Regions from separate parts of the Drosophila melanogaster genome. Here region 1 is linked to region 2. The links are chromatin contacts, called in public Hi-C maps. All regions are on one chromosome and are shown on one strand. The core of a region is the stretch at or near the end of the contact, and the rest is flanking DNA. Distances in the headings are between cores, read along the strand shown. Region 1 overlaps kuz (kuzbanian). Region 2 overlaps B4 (B4,).

What was found. Hi-C and Micro-C count contacts between places; a contact is called where the count stands out from the background.
Region 1: a contact with region 2 is called in a Hi-C map of the Kc167 cell line, with 1.9 times the contacts expected there. A contact is called at or near these places in 5 of 107 Hi-C or Micro-C datasets (the Clone 8 cell line, the D17-c3 cell line, the Kc167 cell line and 2 more) and 2 of 7 datasets of targeted methods (both in the Kc167 cell line).

The regions. Positions count from the first base shown.
Region 1 is chr2L:13,614,254-13,618,186 of dm6, forward strand. The region is part of intron 5 of kuz (kuzbanian); the gene reads left to right. Among named protein-coding and RNA genes, the nearest start is that of mir-2489, 6.2 kb to the left of the region's middle.
Region 2 is chr2L:13,512,564-13,516,508 of dm6, forward strand. It overlaps B4 (B4,), which reads right to left. Exons shown (of 7, transcript NM_001273516.1): 4 at 397-910. The coding sequence starts at 730. Among named protein-coding and RNA genes, the nearest start is that of CG33640, 13 kb to the right of the region's middle.

The DNA of each region.
Region 1 (3,933 bases), core at 233-2,732, 100 kb after region 2:
CCATTTCATGGCACTACCCCACCCCCTCCCCCACCCAGTTTTCCGGTTATCCTTCGGGCTCTCGAGTGCATTGACCATGGCTGTGGGAACTTTATGTGCAGTCGCTGCAACTGCCATAAATGCAATGCGGCTCACATTTATTTACGACTATTTGATTGCACTTGCTATAACACTATGCAAATTTATAGAAAAATGCCTCTATCGCACAACAGCTGCCCCGCACTCGACTCACTCCTTCGTTTTGGCCAGGATGCCCATTAACTTTTGCTGAACTGCGAACTTATTGGCGCATAAATGTCATTGACACGCAGATGTTTTCAACTCGATCCATTTCATATTGTTTAAAACTGGGCTTTGGCACAAAAAAAAAATTAGCAGTAATTGCGGCTGTTGAAACTTTAAATAAATCGGAATTTTTAACTACATAGCTTAGCGCTTAATGAGCTGCTGTTGTTCTTTTATTTCTTTGATAAATGAGCAACCATTACAGAATCTGAAAGTTGGAAGGCAAAAAGTTCTATTCATTAGTTTTGCTTTCATTCTTGTGCCGTTCTAAGGGCGAACAACTTATCCTTTTAAATTTTGAAGATATTTCGTGCAACAAAATTCCAACGAAAACTGGCTGAGTAATTGAATACAATTTTATACAGTGCTGTGCTGGATCGTGTTGCTATGAATATGTATCAGTCAACGATGCATGAAATAAGCAGCCAAAAATACATAAATACAGGATTTACGCCGCGTTTCGATAACGATGATGCCGCGGGGGCAATGTTGACGTTGGCATAACATACAATAATTTCCGGTATTTGATAGCAGCGGCAACGAAAGCCAATGGAAGGAGGCGCTTTGCACAGCAGCATGGAGTGGAGTTTGCAATTGTAAACAAACAAATTTCATGCTACGTTGCACAAGCAACTTCACCCGCCTCCCTACCGGCCTTGCCACATAGTTCTTGTGATAAGGGAGCAATGGATAACATTCACCAAAAAAAAAAAAAAAAGAACTGTGTCCAAATTGACATGCGACAGTCATAGCCGGAAGTTCTATTTTCCTCAATTTTTCGTTTTTTGTGTAGTTCTTTTGATACTCTTGGAGTGTGGGGTATTTTGGGGTGTTTGTATATTCACTTAGTATATTATATTATATTATATTATATTATATTATATATGATATTATGTTATTTATACATTTAACTATTACTTAAACCCTGGACTCGGTTGCACATAAATACAGGGTATCTTATGGTCTCATAACACAACTAGTCTAGACTCTAGCGCTTTCTACGTCGTTCTTATTTTTTTTTTAACAAATCGGATTGGAGTCAGACTGCAGCACAGAAGGCAACCGACGGCCATGTTAATTGGCAACGCTGCCGGCTGAAGTGGCCATGAAAGGGGCAGATGGATATTGAAATCAAATGCGTTTGAGCACAATGGCCTCGCCCTGTGATTGCGATTGTGCGCCAGTGGTCACAGTCAGAGCGGTGGATCTGCTCCAGCGGAGTGGGTGGATGACCCCTTCCAATCTGCTGCCCGCCCGGCTGCGGTTGGATGAATCCATTTTGCATGCGTGGCGACATGTGTCAACTTCTATTAAGTTACCGTTGGTCATTCAACTCGCGGTCACCGACAAAGTCGCCCGCAATTTTTCAGTCTCTGCGGTCAGCAGTTGTTTGTTAGAACGGGTGTTGCTGCAGCACAATGTTCACAGACTGTCTTTTATTTTGTAGTTGCTTTATCAAGTTGGAGATATTTAGTGCTCTGACTCATTCTTATTTCATATAAATACAGGGTGTTTACTGCAATTTACTTTAATTAATCATATGAATTAAAACCCAAGTACCTTACATTTTCAAACAGTATTGTAACTATGCCGCATAAACCCAATTATGTAACATGCCACCATACCATCTAGTATGTAGTGATTGCTAAATATTTTATTACTGCTAGTACTGTGTGGTAGGGGGTTTAGAATTTTCCAATGAAGAAGCCGTCCTGGAGTTCATTTCCCTCATGCCAAATTCCGATTAACAAGCCACTTCCCTCCTTTCTACAACATAAGATCCGCTTATAATTTAACCATAATAATGCTGCCCCTACTCCTCAATTGGCAATGGAATGTGCAACGAACATTTCCAATCAAATACGATTTCGAGCATGCAAATCAACTAGCCAGCAATCGCAGTCGGTTTCCTGTCTATTACACTGAAAGGGCGGCAACTGAACTGGACGAGCTAATTACAAAGCAGCTCACCAGAAATGGGTCATCTGCATCGTTAGTTGCTGCTGAATCTCAATTCAAATCTGACCGCATAATTACAATGCGAAAGTCAACAAAAATCAAGTGCACACAGATACAGATACAAACGCAGATACGGATACAGATTCAGACACACACAAATTGCAATTAGAAGTGACAAATTACGAAAGGCAACAAGAGCCGAATGTAAAAACTGTCAGATAAACATTCATATGTTTTATTTTTCAACTGTACAGAATGCATATTAAATTTTAATTATTTTCATACTTCAGAGTCGTTATGTATGAGTGCTCACATTTTGTTTAATGCTTTGTTTTTTTTTTTTTAGCTGACATGAGAAAAATTTGTACTCTGCAAACTTTTGTACTTCTATCTTTTATGTTTTTTGTCAGTTGTCTGAAAATTGTTGTTTGCCAACCGCACAACAATTGCATTTGATAGAGGAGCGGGCACACCCCGCTCCCCGCATCGCTGGTATGGAAATTGCGGTTAATTGAATTCACTGAACTGGGTTCACAGTCAGCTGCTACTGCCGTTGACCGCTGGCCCATGTGCGTGGCACATTGTTCCCCCACCACCTCCTCAACTCACAGTCCACCACCCACCATATCGCCATATGTGAAAATTAATTGAAGTTGTGCAGTTTTATGGGGTTTCGCAGAGCTGACCAACGCAGAATGGCGGCGGACAACAACCGGCGACAACGACAACTACCAAAAATCTCGCATGACTAACTTTTTATGCCCCACCTCATACCGCCGGCAAAAAATAATGTTTGGTGGGGGTGGGTCTTTTACTTTTTATAAGCACGCCGAACCGTTTTTATGAGCACCACACCACCACCACCTCTGAAATGACAATGTCCAGTGTACACAGTGTTTATTATTTTTACGCTTTACTTTTAATTGACATTTGTCCCAGCATAATGAATCGCTGATATGCAACATGGCAACTTTTCATATTTCATGTTTGGTCAAACTCATGCCTCGTGTTTTTGTCCTTAAACACGGACGGAGTTTTGTATTTTGTATTGTCAGTCAGAATCAAGTGAAGCTGAGCTCTTGCAAATTATATTTAAGACTTTTTGGTTTATTTTTAAAAACCTTAAACTTGTTTAATTACCCAAATGTATTTGGCTAAGCTCTATTAAACTAATCTTTGTTGCAAAGCCCTCTTTAATATCACACTTAGTATGCATTCCATGCTGCTATGTTCAGTTCCGTGCTGCTGCCCTCGACTCATCAGGATGACTACCCTCCACCACTCCGGATTTATCCATAATGTCGCTTCTATGGATGCCCTCTGCCCTCTTTTAGCATCCGAGTCGTCAGTCTGACTCATTCTCCTCGCGATGGCTTCTTGTGATACACTTCGTTTGGTTTAGTTGCTCGTACCCCTTTTGTTTGATGTTATGCACAGTTGTTGTTCGTGTTGCTGTTGCTGCTCAGTCTATGTGGCGTGAAAATTTAAATTAGATTTTAAAATTTAATAAATGTTTTGGGCAAATGAAAAGGTGCCATAAACAACGCACGTCACAACACCTTTATACCCACCACCTAAGAGAGCTCACCTTCAGTTTTCCGCCGGATTGCTGCGAGTGCAGTTCAGATCAGAGAGCGTGAAAACATTTCGCAACATTTAAGTCGCTTTTAATGGCTTTTTTGTCTAGCT
Region 2 (3,945 bases), core at 483-2,982:
GAAAATAGTTAGTGCCACTACTGTTTCAGTCTCATAAAGTTGTATTTATCAAACTTCCTAAAGGAATCAACGCAAAAACATTTTCATTTTCGAAATGGTGTAAATTAAGTCTTCAGTTTAATCATTTTTTGAGTGTATTAGGTCTTATCTTTTTAGTACATTCAATTCCCTTCGCAGGATTATTAAGTGTATATAAGGATGATCTGAATTACCATACCCTAAATGCAGAGCATTTACAAAATAAAAGCAAAGGCGACGTCATTGAGCAAACAATTACCCATTGCGCTCTCCCGCTCTCTCCTCTCTCTCTCTCACGCTCGCTTGAAGCGCGTGCCTTGTCAACCTTCCCCACCACCCCTCCTCCGCACCCACTTCCACTCTTCGCGCTAAGCTTACCGTTACATGCAGCTGCTGCTGCAGCTGCGACGCTGTTGCTGGGTGCGCCCGCTGCTGCTGCTGTTGCGACCCCGTTGCCGCCCACTGGGCCAGCGCCTGCTCCACCCACTGTGGAGCCAGGATTTGTAGTTGTAGCTGTTGTTGTTGTTGCGCCCTTTGTGGCTGATGCAGTGGGTGTTGTTGCTGCTGCCGCTGATGTTGTTGTTGCTGCTGCTGGTCCGCCGGGCATGTGCGGTCTACTGTTCATCAGCCAGTTGGCCAGGTGCCTCTGCCGCTCGAGCTCGATATTGGTGCGCTGCATTCCGAGTCCGGACAGCTTTAAGGTCTCGTTCATAATCGCAATCAATCAAACCGAAAAAAAAAAATGAATGCGCCACTGCAACGAGCGGACGCGTCGCCGCCGTCGAAACGAATGTATTCCAACTCGGTACGTCTCGCGATGCCGATTTTCAGCGACCAACTGAGCAGACTTGTCCGACTGCAGCGGCGCCCTCCTCGATCGTTGCTGCTGCTGCTGTAACGAGAGAGCCACAGAGAGAGAGGAAGAGAGAGAGAGAGAAAAGCGTGAGAGAAAAACAACGGAGAGCACAAAATGCGCGCACAGTGGGCAGCGTTTACATAAGTGGCGTCGCGGCCAGCGCAACTCGAATTCGCACAGTGGCCTCAATCTGACAGCTGCACACTCTCACAATTATCGGCAAAATAATATTTGCCGAGCTGCTCAATTTTGTTTGGCAAATATTTTTGCCTTATTATTAGACTACCTACTTATTTATTGAGTGTGGTTTGGGCATAGTAGAGTACCTTATATCGGGGAGTTGTGTCACCCCCAGTTTTAGTTTATGCATTTCTGAATCATCCGTATTTCAGAAGAATGAACATTACCGTGAACAATTTCTTATTTCACAAAAGGCTACTGGATGACAAATTAAAATAAGATATAGTGCTTCCTAGAAAGCTATTTTTCAAAGATATTCACTTTAATTGATTTGTATAAATTTACTTTAGTTTTAGTTTCACGAATTTTGTAGTTAATCTTTTCTATTCTAATATTTATGCGTTTAAGTTTCTTTTTATTGTTGCCCTAATCAAATGATCAACTAAATTAGCAGCTGTGCAAACCTTTTCGCAGAGTTCATATACCCCAAATCCAAGCGTAACAACAACAATTGCAAAATGTGTAAAAAGATGTTGAGCTTTAGCAAAAAAAAAAAATCTCCATCGTAATTGAGATGGTTGCTGTGTGCCTGTGTGTGTGAGATGGATGTGCGTGTGTTGTGCATAAATTAAAATTGCGATGACGATGACGACGTTATCAGAAACTTGGCTCTCTCGCTCCCTCGCTCGCTCACTCGCCCGTTCGTTCCTTGGCTTGTTCAATGTCGCCGCACCTTTTCGATTGTCGACCGCCCGCCGCCCACTTCGCCGCCCCCCAGCCACCACCCACTACTCGTGCAACAGCGTAGAAAGCAGAGCCAGTTCGTCTGGCGTTGGCAGCAAAAACAACAACCGCGCGTCATCTTCAAACGTTATGCGACAGCGTAATCGGTGCGATTGTTAGAAGAGCGAGCGAGATGGATAGCGGAGCGAAAGAGATGGGGCTAGCGAGGGAGGGTGCCGTCTTTAAACTCGCATGGGCACCCATAGATAATTTAATTTGGGGATGCGCAGAACGATTCAAAGTTAATCAGTTTATCAACAATCGATCACACTTTAATAAATTGCTATTAAGTGGTCAAATATAAATATTTGTATATAAAGATATTGCAGTTTATGCAATGTGTGGTAGCTAAATACATATGTATGTACATACATAGATCGGTATTGATTTTTACTGGGAATCAATCCGAAACCCCCACAAACCCCACCACTGTTTCCCCACTCGTAGCACTCATTGTTCAGCACGTTTTTTGGTATTTGTTGGTGTTTTGCTTTATTTGCTGCTTTGTTTTCCTTTCGTGGTGGCCTGGCTCTTTTTATGTACTTTCCCAGGAAAGAGTATCATAACTTTGTCATAATGTTGGCAAACCATTCGACCGGGGGAATTAAATGCCAGAAGGCATCAAGCCAAAAAACCTAAAAACAGTGTTGCAAACGTTTCAGCATGTGGCTATACACCGCAGACAATTTCACAATTGTCTCACTAAAAGGATGATATTCTATTCAGCTCAAGAGCTCCAGAGATTATGTTCTAAGCTTCCAAAGTGAGTGAGTCATAAAAACATACTTCATAAAAAAAGATGTTTTTAAAAAATCCCTCATTTTAACAAATTGAATACATATTTTTAGTAAAATGGAAAACTTGTTCAGTGTAATTTCGTAAGCATGACGAGGCATAACAAACGATCTACATACAATGTATGATTTTTCGGGGTTGCTATGCCAAGCTTTTCTATTGAAACTATCAAAATTGAGTTGAACGATCTGCAAAATTCTGTACATATGTTTGTAAGCACATATGTATGTACATATGTATGTATATATATACGTACAGTATAAAAGTACTTATAGTCGGAAGCAGATGTGCATATGCTATAAAATAAAATGTGTGTGGACTCTTTTGTATCCGGAGTGTTCATCATGTTTTTTCCCTCCTTTCGGAACACTTGTGTTTCAAAACACTTGGGAGAATAGTCTAAGCACCAGCTGTTACCTCTTAGTGATATATGCACATACATATGATTTATGATGTGTACAAATCTGTCGATTAAATTCTTAGAGATATAAGAGTATTCAGGCCTCGACTCGTTTAAGGCGTGGGCGATTTCTGAATCGGAATAACTGCATGTACATTATACTTTAGATTCAACCTTGAATGCATCTTATCGGCGACTTAAATAATATAATAATAATTGCCGTATAGAACTGATGTAATCGTGTGAATATAAGGAAATGGGTTGGTAATGAACTAATGCATAAAGATCAAAGAGCGGAATGCAACCACATGACCAACACAAAGACTTTCATGATAAGATAATAAGATGTTGCATAAATGTTATATTTTTTTTATCTATATATATATATAATACATTTAGATATGACGTAGATGTGGTTAATAGCACTGATCTAGTTTTAAGACCATTTAGATAACAAACTTTTAACTATGTTTAGTCATAGGAACTCATCCATATGATCGTCATTTAATACCTTCAGTTTAAATTCTCTGATTAGATATTGAACTAATATATTATAAGAGCATACGACTTTCGTTCAATTTGATTAATTTACTTCCCAGTCTTTTCTTCTGGCCGCCGTTCGTTGGCTTTTGTCAACTGGTTTGCGGGATCAACTAATAAAAAATAATCGCACGAAGTTCGCGTCTTTCTAGCCACCACCTCAGGTGTTTCCCCAAGGGGGGTGTTGGCCCATTGTCTGCCCACTTTTTGTATAATTCATTTCTATGCGTAGCTGTCGGCCTGTCAGCTGTCGTCGCACTTTTGATGAATCACAGACCTGCCTGCCTGCCTGCCCAGCACAACACAGCACACAGTGGACGGACCCAGCTAAAAATACGGGCGAACTGAAAATGCAAAATTCATGGCCGTTCTA